Regions from separate parts of the Mus musculus genome. Here all the other regions are linked to region 4. The links are chromatin contacts, called in public promoter capture Hi-C maps. All regions are on one chromosome and are shown on one strand. The core of a region is the stretch at or near the end of the contact, and the rest is flanking DNA. Distances in the headings are between cores, read along the strand shown. Region 1 holds the start of Smg8 (smg-8 homolog, nonsense mediated mRNA decay factor (C. elegans)). Region 2 holds the start of Prr11 (proline rich 11). Region 3 holds the start of Rnf43 (ring finger protein 43). Region 4 holds the start of C030037D09Rik (RIKEN cDNA C030037D09 gene).

Region 1 (3,655 bases), core at 981-3,480, 1.6 Mb after region 4:
TTGAGGTTTAAAAAACAAACAAAACTAACAAATATAACATAAAAGACATGGAGACTGGTGAGAGGGTTCAGCAGGTAAAGATGGTCACTTAATAAGCCTGGTGGGCCTGAGTTTAATTCCTGGGTCCCATAGAAAGGTGGATGGAGAGAATCAATTCCACAATGGATTTGTTTGTTTTGTTTCGTTTCATGGTGCTAGAGATGTAACCTAAGGCCCCTTAGCAAGTGCTCTAACCACAGGGTACACTCCCATCCTAAAGAACTCTTTAAAAAGACCTATCACAGCTCTATGCACAGTGAGTACTCTGTGTTTATGCTGTTATATTGCTACTATTTGACTTTCTAAGTAAGATTTCCATGAATGTAAGTGACCACCACCACCTCCTCCTCCTTCTCCTCCTCCTCCTCCTCCTCCTCCTCCTCCTCCTCCTCCTCCTCCTTCATTTTTCCTTCGAGACAGGGTTTCACTGTAACTGTCCTGGAACTCACTTTGTAGACTAGGCTAGCCTCAAACTCAGAAATTCGCCTGCCTCTGCATCCCGAGTGCTGAGATTAAAGGCATGTGCCACCATACTCGGCTTAAGTGACCTACTTCTATGTCTAGCTTAAAACCATAAGTATTGTAAGAAGTGAAAAGCATGGATGGTATACATCTGTAATGCCAGCACTTGGGGTGTGAAGATAGACCAATCAGGAGGGACAAGAGTTCCAGGGCAATTGAACCTACAATGGGTTGGGGAGGGAGAAGGAGAAAGAAAGAATCTATTACAAATGTAGTCAGTGGTAGAGCACTTGCCTAGCATTCACAAAGACATGAATTAGATCCCCAGCAACACACACGCACACTTATTCATATTTCCACTATGCTAAATTATTAGATTAATTTTCCACAATTGGTTTGTTTGTTTGTTTGAGACAGAGTTCCTCTGGGTAGCCTTGGCTGTCCTGGAACTCAGTCTGTTGGCCAGGCTGGCCTCAAATTCAGTTCAGAGATCCACCTGCCTCTGCCTCCCTAGAATTTTCTACAATTCTTTTGTTGATGTTTATCTTTTTGTTTTGAAACAGATTTTTTTATTTTTTGGTTTTTCGAGACAGAGTTTCTCTGTGTAGCTCTGGCTGTCCTGTAGACCAGGTTGGCCTTGAACTCAGAAATCCGCCTGCCTCTGCCTCCGGAGTGCTGGGATTAAAGGAGCGTGCCACCACGACTTACAGTTTTCTTACAGTTCAGACTGGCATTGAATTTGAGACATAGCTCAGGATGATCTTGAACTTCTAATCATTCTGGCACCTCCCAAGTGCTGGGTTTGCAGCATGGGCCACTATACCCAGTTTATACTGGTGCTGAGGATAGAACACAGGACTTCCTGCATACTAGACACGTAGCTCTCCACCTCCACGTCTTCTATTTCTTAAAGATTAATTTTGGAGTGTGTGTGTGTGTGTGTGTGTGTGTGTGTGTGTGTGTGTGTGTTTTGCAGGCCATGGGTGCTGCAAAACAAGAGCTCCTTTTCTCTGTAAGAGCAATATCTGAATGTTGGAATCACAGAAGTGCAACAATGTGTTTGGTGCTCTCGCTCCTCCCTCCTGTCCTTTCTTTTTTGTTTTCTTTTCTTTATGGAGACAGGGTCTTGGTATGTTATCAGGCTAGCACAGCTGCTGTGCTCAAGAATCCTTCTTCCTTGCTGGGTGGTAGTGGTGCATGCTTTTAATCGCAGCATTTAAGAGGTAGAATGGGGGCATGGGGGAGAAAGGAGGAAAGGAAGAAAGGAAGGAAGGAAGGAAGGAAGGAAGTTAGGAAGGAAGGAGAGGGAGAGAGAGAGGAGAGGGAGGGAGGAAAGGAGGAAGGAGGAAGGAAGAAAGAAAGAAAGAAAGAAAGAAAGAAAGAAAGAAAGAAAGAAAAAGAAATTAAGAAATTCTCCTGCCTCAGTCTTCAGAAAAGGTGAGAGTATGATCAACCACCCACGCTGAGCTGTTAGAAGAATCAGTTGGAACTGTTGTGGGTTTTGGCGTATTCTTTAAAACTGAAACGGCAACCAATCTAGCTTTCGATATCTTAAACTCGAGTTGAGTAAACGTAGCGCTAAGACCTTGCAAGGGACACGAAAAGGCAAAGGGGTGGAAGGGAGTGTTGGGGGGAGGGACAGACACCCGGAACTCAAGGACTAACAGGCGGAGGAGGGATTTCACAATAGGACCGGGTGGGTTGGGATCAGCGAGGGACCGGAAGAACGCTAGAGGAAGCTCTTTCTCCGCCATGGCGGGGCCGGTCAGCTTGCGCGAGCTGCTCATGGGGGCGTCGGCCTGGCTGGGCTCTGAGAGTCCTGGAGGCCCCTCCGCTGAAGGCGGGGGAAACGCGGCTGGCACGCCCGAGCCCCCGTGGAGGGAGGATGAGATCTGCGTGGTGGGAATCTTCGGCAAGACGGCTCTGCGCCTCAACTCCGAGAAGTTCTCTCTGGTGAATACTGTGTGCGATCGACAGGTTTTCCCACTCTTTCACCATCAGGATCCTGGAGATCCAGGAACTGGAATCAAGACCAAAGCTGTCTCTGTCGGAGAGGCGGGAGGAGCCGGAGACCCCGGGGCTGCAGCCGGGGATTCACTTCGCGGAGGTATGGCTACGGCGGAAGGTAACCGAGCTGAGCCAGGTCCCCAGGACTTCAGTCTTTTGCAGGCCTATTACAATCAGGAAAGCAAAGTTCTGTATCTTATTCTCACTTCCATCTGTGACAACTCACAGCTTCTGCGTGCTTGTCGGGCCCTCCAGAGCGGTGAAGCCGGAGGGGGCCTCTCTTTACCTCATGCAGAAACACACGAGTTCTGGAAGCATCAGGAGAAGTTACAGTGTCTCAGCCTCCTTTACCTCTTCTCTGTCTGTCATATCTTGCTCCTGGTCCATCCGACGTGTTCCTTTGACATCACTTATGATCGTGTATTCAGAGCCCTGGATGGACTGAGACAGAAAGTACTACCCCTCCTCAAAACAGCCATTAAGGATTGCCCAGTTGGCAAAGACTGGAAGTTAAACTGCCGACCTTGCCCACCTAGACTCCTCTTCCTCTTTCAACTCAATGGGGCCCTTAAGGTGGAACCGCCTCGGAGCCAGGATACAGCTCATCCAGATAAACCCAAGAAGCACTCTCCCAAAAGAAGGCTGCAGCATGCCCTGGAGGACCAGATCTATAGAATCTTTCGCAAGAGTCGAGTCTTGACTAATCAGAGTATCAACTGCCTCTTTACGGTACCTGCCAACCAAGCTTTTGTGTACATAGTCCCCGGAAGCCAGGAGGAGGACCCAATTGGCATGTTGCTGGACCAGCTTAGGAGCCATTGTACCGTGAAAGACCCAGAATCGTTGTTGGTGCCCGCACCCCTTTCTGGACCTAGGCGGTACCAAGCGATGAGACAGCACAGCCGCCAACAGCTCTCCTTCCACATTGATAGCAGCACCTCGAGTTCTTCAGGCCAGCTAGTGGATTTCACTCTTCGAGAATTCCTGTGGCAGCACGTGGAGCTGGTCCTAAGCAAAAAAGGTTTTGATGACAGTGTGGGCAGGAACCCACAGCCTTCCCATTTTGAACTGCCCACTTACCAGAAGTGGATCTCTGCAGCAGCAAAGTTGTATGAAGTGGCTATCGATGGGAAGGAAGAGGACTTGG
Region 2 (3,343 bases), core at 774-3,273, 1.6 Mb after region 4:
GAGGAACAAGAGAATTTACATGCAGGTTGTTTGATAGACTCTAACCACAATATTTAACATTTTGTGCGTATTTTAAGATGGTAATCACACACCCACACACGAAAAATTCTTAAGTCAAATATTCATTTTTTCAAGATTTGGAAAGCAGCAGAAAATTCTTCTCCTCTTCTCTCCCCCCACCCCCGCCCCCATCCCCACACTCCCTCCACAAAGAAAGTTTTAAAATACAATGTTAAACAAGACTGGAAATCTTTCTAATAAAATGTGTTTGAAACACCTGAATTAATTAACCCAAGAGAAAAGAAACTGAGGCCTCACACCTTCTGGTGTGGGAATGGGGAAGTCGGGGTGGTACTCGCTATCTTCCAGGATCACCCCAAAGTCTATTCCAAAGCAGAAGTTACAAACTCAAGATTTTCCTTGGAGAGAGTGGCTCAGACACAACGGATACCTACGCAGAGGGAAAAAGGGCAGACTGCAGATGGAGTGTTTTACTTTTTAATATTAATCTTGGTATTTTTTTAAAAGGGGGCTGGTGGTCCGATGATCAATCTGGAAGAAAAGTGATCATGCAAAAAGAAGTCTGAAGACAGAACAAGAAAACTAAGAAAAAAGGCGCGGCGATCTAGCGGGCAGTGGAAGGATGGGAGGGCGGGAATAAAGAGAACACTGATGGAGAATGACAAGGCCACTCGGCTGGACGCTCAGTGCACTCCAGCCTTGCCCGCAGCCGCTGAGGGCCTTCGTCCAGGGTTCTCCTTGCACAGAGGAAAGGAATTGAGCATCTAGGAAGCAGAAAGCCGGGCCTGGGGCAACGCCGCTCGCGCCCCGGGAAGGAGCTCCAGGCTCGGTCCCCGCGGCGGCTCCTCTCCCAAGCCGCAAAGAGCCCAGTCTGCGGAACCGCGGGCAAGTTTCTCGTGCAAGTCTAGCATCTTCTTTCAGACTGTCCCAGCTCGCCTGCGAGTAGGTGCATGGTGGACTTGAATTTCTCCGCGCCCCTAGACTTCTGCCCCACCTCATCCTCCATCCCCCTTTTCGGGAGACGTAAACGACCTCTCTCCTCCTCCGAGCTATTAAAGACCGTTCCAGTCACGCTTGGGCAAGGAAGGTAGAAATTCGTGAGGCGGTATCTGTGCCGGGCGCGGCTCCTGGAGCCGATGAAGGAGAAAACCAGGACCAGGGAATTACAAAGGCCCCACACCCTCAACATCTCCCGCCATTTCCCTCACGAGTTCCCCGGATGTAACCCCTTCCCCCGCGGCGGTTAAGAGACCAAGGCGGCGGTAGCTCCCGTAGGTGCAGAAAGAAGGAACTCAATTCAGGTTCCAGCTTCCACAACCCAGTTTCAGGAGACTCTAAAATGCGCTTCACCTTCTAGGCCATCGGTGGAGCACATTAATTACCCAGTAGGTTTCCTTCACTCTCCACTCACCATCAGTTCCAGCTTATCGACCTCCGCCTCCATATTGAATAGTTGACATTCCTCAGACCGCTGAGGCGCTTAAGCTGTAAGCCGTGCTAGCACTGAGGCCCTCCATTGGACAGCTGTCACTCAACGTCTTGCGCTCATTGGCTAGTACGTTCCATCGGCGCCCGCCCATTGGCGCCTGGGTAACGCCCCTCGTTATAAAACGCACTTTCCTGTTGGACAAAGACACAAAACGCCGCAGGGGGATTGGCTGCTGAATATATGAATTTTTCCATTGGCTGCCTTATGGTCCCTACTTTCAAGTTCATACTTGGAAAAGAGTTTGCGATTGGTGTACTCGGAAGCAGCAGCAGCCAATGACATAAAAGCTTCCACTGCGGGCCTAGGCGACGTGACACACCTCCTTTTCTCTCCGGCTTCCCCGCCCCTTCTCGCCCGCCTTTCCTTATTCATACAAGAAGCGCCTCAGTTCCGATTGGCCAGGATGTGATGCTCTTTTGGCCAATCGTAGTCCAAGCTGTGCTTTGATCCTTTCAAGACAACGAACCCTGTAGAGACCACGTCTACGATTGGTCGCTCGTCGGCAAAGATTTAATTTTGAAATTTTCTTTATGGTGTGGAAGAGGCTTAGGCCCGAACTTCGTCTAATCCCCAGGCTCTTAGACTAGTAAGTGCAACGACGTTTTTTCTCTTTGTTACCTGGTCCCGTCTTCCGTTACTCGAACTGTTGATGACTGGGTTCTTATGGAGGTGGGGTCTTGAGCTGGACAGGGAAGGGAGATGGAGCAGAAAAGGAAAGGTTTCGGGCAGGAGAAGAGCTCCGCTGGCAACATCTGAGACACATTTTTTATTTAACACTGCAATATATAGTTTGAAGTGATTGCCTTTTTGCTCAGTCTTTGTCGTAACTTTTTGCTTCTCAAAGGGGGCCCACCGACTGGCGGTAATTGGCTTCTCTGGGCGCTAGCGAAAAATGCAAATTATAGGAATCTACCCAAATTTCCTATCACAATGTTTATTTAACCAGATGCTCTCCCCAGCCATTCTTCAGCGCATTTACGTTTATGGAGAAGTATTTTATGTCAGGTAATTTTACAGTGTTCCATGATGCAAAATGACTTCTGACATCTACTTTAAAAGTATACCCCTTTTACTGTGTGTCTAGTAGTGTGCTGGGTAAGACTAAGGACCTGTGGTCACTCTGAGAAAGACACAGGGAAGAACCGGGTGGGGTTGGGGATAGCAATGCTTCACGACTTAAAACAAAATTGACTATAGGACAATGGCAGAGATCATGCTTCAGCATTCAAGGCAAACCAACTAAACTGATGATGGAAATTAAATTGACTAGAGGGGGATGTAAAACATGTGTTTTAGAATAGTGATGATGAAGTAAATCTGTCACTTATGCTGCTGCTACAGTTTTAGAAGTGCCCCTGGCCAAAGACCTTTCCATATAACTGATGGAGTTCTTAAAGAACCAGCAGTGTCAACTCATGAAGAAGACTAATTATATTGTTCTGAGACAGGAGCTTGTGTATCAACAACTAACCCAGACTTTTTTAAATTTTATTTTTTCAGATAAGGATGTATATTTAAATATAAAACAGAAATATTTTAAGTACTATTAAGTGTTTCAAAATACCTGTCTTTTTTGTTTGTTTGGTTGGTTGGTTGGCTGGTTGGTTTTGGTTTTTCGAGACAGGGTTTCTCTGTATAGCCCCAATTGTCCTGGAACTCCCTCTGTAGACCAGGCTGCCCATGAACTCAGAAATCCGCCTCCCTCTGCCTCCCAAGTGCTGGGATTAAAGGCGTGTACCATCACTGCCTGGCTTCAAAGTACCTGTCTTAAAACAAACCTTTCATTTTGGGTAATTGTATAAAGCCTGTTAAAGTTACTATAGCCCCATAGTC
Region 3 (3,532 bases), core at 188-2,687, 1.1 Mb after region 4:
GGAGAAGTGCTAGCCCTCCGTTTCAGAGAGCCAAGTCAGATTCTGGTCCTTCCTTTTTCTAACGTAGATTCCCAAGCACAGGGGGTATTCCTGATTGGGAGCAGAAGATGGCCTTTTCAGCCCACCTCTGGGGCAGGTATGTCCTTTTCTCCCATCGTCACTGCGAATACAGAAATGCCACCTCTTCTCTTTGGAATTTCCAAATGTGCTTTAGATACAAACATGGATTGGTATTATGTCAGATCACTTGCTGCTGGTCTTCCATATGTATCAGATTCCTGAGGCACTAAACCCGAGGCCGATGAAGAAAACAAGGTCAGTAAACGGCTAAAGCAGCGCATCGGAGGTGAGGGAGGAACTTCAGCTCAGAACACGAAGACATGCTGCCCTTTTTAAGCCAGAAAAAAATGTCAACCATAAATGGCTAAAGTCCATGAGGAGGTTTTCTTTTGAATAGGGGAAGAGTGGGAACTAATCAGGCCCCACCTGGAGGGATGTCTAATGATGCTGAAGCATATACTCTTAATTAAAATGTCCATGCTAAATTGTGTTTCAGCATAGTCCAGAGTTCTAGGCCTACTGAATTTATATACTTTTAAAGAACTACAATATATTATTTTGTGTGTGTGTGTTCCACCAAAAGTGCCTGTAAAATTAGGCACAAATTCATATATCTTTGACATACGACACAATTAATCTGAGTATCAAAATCTCTTCCAACTTCCCTTTTGAGATACTTGAAAAGTTTAGCTTTGCAATTATTTTCCCAGCTAAAATTCATATTTCTGTTTCCACTTTCCTTTCTCGTTTAGGGATCCCAGAGTTTATTCTCCAGTCTGAGAATGCCAAGCGCTTTGACTTTCCTCAGAATGCTGTGGAAACACATCCAGACTTTACAATCTGTAATCTTCTAGATTCAGGAGAAAAACAAAGGACTATTCCTAAGTTTTCAAATTCCTTGAGGGGGCGGAGAATAAAAGATAGGGGGGTAGAGAGGCTCTAAGTTGAGCGCCCTGAAAAAAATCAGGCTGAGGAGACCTGGGTTATTTCTATGTTCCTAGGAAACTTTGGACTCTTTATAAACATCAGATTTTTAAAATGCGCACCCTTAAGTAACTATAAATACACTTCACCCACAAAGTATGCTGCCTTTTGAAGTCATTTAAAAATCCTATAAAGTCTTCAGAGTAAGTGCTGAAAAGCCAAGCGTCTGAACGCAAACCTGTTCTATAGATTCTTTACTTTCGCTGAGACAGAGGGAGGGAGAAAACACGAAAGAATTTCAAAAGAAATCTGCAAACCTGTTGCGCTGTCGGGCCCACTGGAGTCCACGGCACGGGGATGAAACAAATTCAATTGTGCATTTATAAATCCTGCTTTAAAAAAAGACCTGAGCTGCTTAACCCAGTACGGCTCCGGCTTCCACCTTCTCACTCTGCAATCAGACCAAGTGCTCGCACTACAGGTAGGTGCTGAGAAATTCCGAAGCCCGAAAAAGTAATCCACGCAGATCAGGCAAAAACTTATTCCAAGACGAGAGCTACTGTCCTCCTCAAGAACTCTGGAAATGCTTAAAGATGAGCCAAAATCATCTCTAAAATCTAACAAAAGTCTTCTCCCTCCGCCTCTGTACGGAATATCTTGGAAGAGATGAGAAACGAAGCAGCAAATAGAACAGTCACTACCCAAATCACAGAATATCCCAGAGGGAGAAGACGGTATCCCTGAATCATGGACGGACTTGGAAGTTCAGGAGGAGGCAGGGTTGAAGTGCTTCCTTTCAAGAAAGACAATTCTGGATCAGCTCCCTACAGCAGGAAACCTGTGGTTTGTAATTGGTGTACCAGCTCTGACTTCTTCCCCTGGGACTGCAATCACGCTCTCTACCTGCTGACAAAGTGAGGGTGGAGCCGCTACACGCAAGCCGGCCCCTCCTCCTCTTGGTGCACGCACTCACTAATTTAACCAAAAGTCTTCTCTCGGTCTCTTTCTGTCTCTTGCTCTTTTACTCCCCCTAGTGAGCGACAGCCCAACTGCATGCAGTTCAATCAGTCCTTACCTTTCCCCACAGGAGATAAATCAGGGCCACCCAAATGTGTCTATTCTGTAAGCACTAGCACACTGACGGCGGTATGAGGAACGGAACAGAAAACAAAGACATCCAAAAGACAAAAGAACGGCGCAAAGTCTTGCAGTTACAAATTCAAATAGATCTCTATTCTTCCCATGTTTTAGTGTCTACAAATGGCACAAAGCCAGAATTGAGAGATCTTATACTGAGTACTTGTTGCTTATGTCTGCCACTGTGAATAAAGACTTCTGCATAGCTTTTCTTCAGTTCTTACTACGTTCAGTAGTTCTGCCTAAACTGCACCTGGATGGATCTCTCGAATCAGGTTGCTGTCAGAAGTCTGGAATCTGTTATTTCTCTCTTACTCTTTGGGTCAAACCTATTCTTCCAGTGTAAGACTCTAAGTTAGTCTGCATATAGAAGCTAAGCATTAAACCTATGCTTGGAGCTGGAGCAGTGGCTCAGTGGTTAAGAGCACTGGCTGCCTGTTCATCCAGAGGGCTGAAGTCTAGTTTTCAACATTTACATGGTGGCTCACAACCATCTACAACTCCATTTCCAGTGAATTCAACACCCTTGTCTGGCCTCCACAGGCACTGCAGACAAAACACCCATACACACAAGATGAATCTTTTCTTAAAAGTTAAATATGTCTAATAAAAACAGTATAGGTAAAGAGATTAAATTTAGCTAATTACTACCTTCATGCAATATAGTTCTTTGTAAATCTTCATATTTGAATACTGTAATATTTAAATTTTCAAATTATATTTGACATTTCTTTTTAAAATTGTATTTGATATGTATGGATGTTTTGTCTGCATGTATGTTTGTATACCATGTGTGTGAGAAGCCAGAAGAGGGTGTAAGGCTCTGTGGAGCTGCAGTTACAGATGTTTTAAGTCACGTGTGAATGCTGAGACTCAAACTCTGGAAGAGCAGTCAGTGACCTTAACCTGTGCCATCCCTCCAGCCCCATGGTCAGCATTCCATGGTTGAACTAGTAGAATTTTTCAAAATTCTATTCATAAACAACAATGTGGACATTCAACTCTGTTGAAATGTATACATTTTAAATGATTATGAAGAAGTTCTGTGTTTTAATTTAATATATAGATGAACCTGTTTGGGCATGTGTAAAAATGTGGATAATTAGCCAAGCATAGTGGCTCACAACTGTAATATTAGTAGTCACAAAACTGAATGAGAAGGACTGTTGTTAATTGGAGGCCTGTAGAGTGAGTTCCAAGTCAGTCAGTTATATCAGGACCCCCTGTCAAAAAAATGCCCTGTGGATAATTGCAATGGTAGGCTTGCTGTAAGGATTAAGTAATATAGTATCTCAGAAAGCATTAAGTTGCCCACTGATATTTTTCTATATAGGTTTTAGATGGTCTCAGAGTTTTATAGTTAATAACTAACCTGGGAGAGAGAAATTCTAATTTTTTTCTTCAAAAAGGG
Region 4 (3,451 bases), core at 64-2,563:
TTTGACATTGTTACATTGTTCACTACAAATGCTCCGCCCATCCATGCTGTCAGAGAGGCACTACCCCAGTTTAGGGGACAGAGAGATTGACAGTCTGACCACTCAAAAGCTTTGGCTGTGTTGAGATTTTTCCAAATGTCTCCAAACCCACAATGGACACGGCATAGTTTTGGTGATGAGTGAATTCCATTGTCTCCTAATCCTATGAAAATTAATGGGAAAGTGTTAATTGTGCATCAATGCATGCTTAACATTAACCCAGGGATTTGATGAACCACAACTTTATGTTGCCCCTCATGCCATATTAACTTGGTTTATTGTAATAATTTAAAACAATAAGGATAATTGTATCCGTACTGTTTTAAATACTCCATAAATTGAATACAGCCTGAATCTGGCCAGCCTGGAATACGAAGTGTGCGATTCCCCCGGGAAGCTACAGTCACCAATCCTTTGGAGTTTACACTTTGCCAGGGGAGAAAGGGAACTTTTACCAAACACCTACTAAGTGTCAGAATCTGTGAGGCTCCTAGTTCCAAAAACTAGGGGTAAGGTGCTTTGTTATCTCCAAGACCTACCGCAGGTCTTGGGAGATAGAGAGCCATTTCACTCCTGGCGCTTACACTCTTTACAGAGGAAGCCCTAGTAACTTTAAACATAAATAAATTAGATAACGGATGAATGGTCGAGGGATTTTCTGAAATAAGCACCTATCTTAACCACCCTCGGGATACTCCCAAACTGCTACTCAATCTCCATGAACATTTGCTTTGAACCCCAATCATTTGACCTTGACCCCTACAAGCCCACTTTATTATATTTTCAAATCGCGGTCTGAGTAAGGCGCAAGCCCTGTCTGGTTGCTTCCTCGCCCCCTGTTATCTATCGCGTCAGTTTCTCAAAGTTCCGAAATAACCTTCGCGGGCACGGCTCCGTACCTCTGGCGGGGAAGGGCGGGGAGCCGTGCAGGACGTGCCAGTGTGGAGCGGGAGCCAGAGAACTTGCCGCGCGAAGGGAAAATAAAACTTGTGGCTGGTGTTCGTGCAGGAGGGTCTCCTCCATCCGCAAGCCCCCCAGATCCCGGGGTTCTCGAGGACTGCCCTGGGAGCGCAGGGTGTGGGTGTGCTCCCGGCGTCCTTGACCTAAATTTCCGCGCGGTGGCTGGAAACGGGGGCACAGAGGCAGGGAGGGCGGCGGGTGCCACCTCCGAATCGGGCGCAGGGCCCCAGGAACTTGAATGAATAGTCCGAACTAGGGGGGCCCGGGGGCGCTGCCGCCTCCCGGCCCAGCGAACAGCCCGGGCCGAGCTCCCCGCGCCTCCCCCTCCCCCACACCCAGCCCATGTGATCTGAGCCGACTCGGGGTGCGCTTCCCGTCTCCCCGCCTGCTTGGCGTGGCCAACCCCCCCACTCGAGTCGCGGGGCTCGCGCGCCGCCCCTGATGGGTCCCGCTGCCGCGGGGGGCCGAGCGTGTGCGCGCGCGGACAGGCGGGGGACCGAACGGGGTGCGTGACGTCACCGCATTGGTTACACGACGTTCTAGAACTCCGCCCCACGTGCGCGGGGAGGAGGGGGAGGAGGAGGAGGAGATGGGGGTGGGGAGGAGGAGGGGGAGAGGTGGGGATGGGCCGGGGGGGCGGGGACGGGGGGTGTGCGAGGCGGCGGGGCTGAGCTGAGCCGAGCCCACGTGTGACGGGCTCTCGCCGCTGGCCCGGCTCGGCGCTCGCGGAGCTTCGCAGCCGCCGGGCGGGGGGAGGAGGCGGGGGAGGAGGGACGGAGATCTGGGGCTCGGAGCCGGCCGCCGCTGCGCTCCGCTTCGCTGTGGGGCTCGGTGTGTCGGGGGTGGGGGGGCGGGGGGGCTCCGCTATGGAGGCAAATGGGAGCCCAGGCACCTCGGGCAGCGCCAACGACTCCCAGCACGACCCCGGGTAAGTTTCCAGCCGCTGCCCACCGCGCCGCCGCGGGCTCGTTCGGGGCTGTGCGGGCGACGGTGCGGAGCGGGGCATTCGCGCGCCCCCCGCGCCCCCGCGCGCACCCTTGGGGCACTCGCGCACCTTGGGGTGGCGTGGGGCCGCCACCTTCTCCCCCAGCCCACCTCCAGGCTCGCGCTCGCCCGCTCCCCCCCAGCTTTCCTTTTAGCTTTTGTAAGTTACACGTCAAAATGGCCGATCTGACATCGGTGCTCACTTCGGTTATGTTTTCTCCCTCTAGTAAAATGTTTATCGGTGGACTGAGCTGGCAGACCTCACCAGGTAAGGGAGGGAGGGGGGGACGCCTGGGTCCCCCCCTTCTTGGCTTCTTTATTGCTCTTTGTTATCCCAGTGTAAGAGCCCCCCCACCCCGCCATTGGCTCCCCACTTCTCCTGTGCAAGGTTATTTTTTTAAATAGCAAATCCTTTCCGAGCCCTCTACGCGACCTCTGTTGCTGAATTTCCCCCTCGTGTGCAAAAATATTGCAAAAACAAAACAGAATAACAACAGAAAACTACTTTTGCTTTTTGTCCTTGATCAAAAAATTGCATTGCTCCCCCCTCCACACCTTCTCCCACCCCCCCATCTCTCTCTCTCTCCCTCTCTCTCTACAGATAGCCTTAGAGACTATTTTAGCAAATTTGGAGAAATTAGAGAATGTATGGTCATGAGAGATCCCACAACGAAACGCTCCAGGTAACGCATTCCCTTCTCGATTTTGCCTTTATTTTAGAACAAAGTTTTAGTTTTATTTTTGGAGGTGTCTTCGGAAGTAGCTAAGCGGATTTAGAATGGGGCTCAGGCGCGTGGCTGGTTGGAACGTCGCTCCCCCCCCCCATAACCCCAAAGGTTATTGTTAATTAGGGCCGAACTCTGGATTCAGAGACGCCCATCTCTCCCGCTTGAAGTCATTTTCCTGTCGCTTCTTGTTCTCTTGTTTAAAATGACATTCAGTTCACCCACTTTCCACATAGTTTTTTTTTTTTTTTTAATTTAAAAATTTGAATGTATGCCTTCTGCACACTCCCAAACTCTGAAGTCCCCTCTTTGGGAGGTGAATGAATATCTTAGTGTCCGTTTTCCTTCGGAATAAAACAAAGCCTTAAGAAAGGGAAGAGGAGGAGAGGAAACTGAGGCGGCCAGAGTGGAGACACCAGCATTTTCCAAGTTACCTCCAGCCGCCCTGCCCCCTCGTCCCGCTTCCCCCACTAACCTTGGTATTTTTACCTCTTGAGGCAGAGGGCTGTGGGTTAGAGGAGAATAGAGGGAGCTGGTGGGGATGGGGGGTGCGTGGGGGCAACATTCGCATCCTAGTCTACATATAGGGTCTCCTTGTTGCGCTCAGTAGTGTCACATTTTGTTTGTTTTTCTCCCTCTTTGTCTCCTTCCAGAGGCTTCGGTTTCGTCACCTTCGCAGACCCAGCAAGTGTAGATAAAGTATTAGGTCAGCCCCACCATGAGTTAGATTCCAAGACGGTAGG

Evidence for each region. Promoter capture Hi-C pulls out the DNA fragments that hold promoters and counts their contacts.
Region 1: a promoter capture Hi-C map of liver shows a contact between it and region 4, with 5 times the contacts expected there. The contact joins the promoter of Smg8 here to the promoter of C030037D09Rik in region 4. A contact is called at or near these places in 2 of 39 promoter capture datasets (both in liver).
Region 2: a promoter capture Hi-C map of liver shows a contact between it and region 4, with 5 times the contacts expected there. The contact joins the promoter of Prr11 here to the promoter of C030037D09Rik in region 4. A contact is called at or near these places in 3 of 39 promoter capture datasets (liver and pre-B cells).
Region 3: a contact with region 4 is called in a promoter capture Hi-C map of liver, with 6 times the contacts expected there. The contact joins the promoter of Rnf43 here to the promoter of C030037D09Rik in region 4. A contact is called at or near these places in 5 of 39 promoter capture datasets (3T3-L1-derived adipocytes, hippocampal neurons, liver and 2 more), 1 of 115 datasets of contacts at active chromatin or transcription factors (thymic regulatory T cells) and 1 of 9 other capture datasets (liver).

Annotation. Positions count from the first base shown.
Region 1 is chr11:87,085,352-87,089,006 of GRCm38.p6, reverse strand. It overlaps Smg8 (smg-8 homolog, nonsense mediated mRNA decay factor (C. elegans)), which reads left to right and starts at 2,230. Exons shown (of 4, transcript NM_024262.1): 1 at 2,230-3,655. The coding sequence starts at 2,254.
Region 2 is chr11:87,107,394-87,110,736 of GRCm38.p6, reverse strand. It overlaps Prr11 (proline rich 11), which reads left to right and starts at 2,023. Exons shown (of 10, transcript NM_175563.5): 1 at 2,023-2,096. It overlaps Ska2 (spindle and kinetochore associated complex subunit 2), which reads right to left and starts at 1,476. Exons shown (of 4, transcript NM_025377.3): 1 at 1,433-1,476. The coding sequence starts at 1,465.
Region 3 is chr11:87,660,992-87,664,523 of GRCm38.p6, reverse strand. It overlaps Rnf43 (ring finger protein 43), which reads right to left and starts at 1,437. Exons shown (of 10, transcript NM_172448.4): 1 at 1,302-1,437; 2 at 1-388.
Region 4 is chr11:88,716,505-88,719,955 of GRCm38.p6, reverse strand. C030037D09Rik (RIKEN cDNA C030037D09 gene) reads right to left here and starts at 1,313. Exons shown (of 4, transcript NR_038058.1): 1 at 939-1,313. Msi2 (musashi RNA-binding protein 2) reads left to right here and starts at 1,727. Exons shown (of 14, transcript NM_054043.3): 1 at 1,727-1,927; 2 at 2,211-2,251; 3 at 2,585-2,666; 4 at 3,362-3,446. The coding sequence starts at 1,866.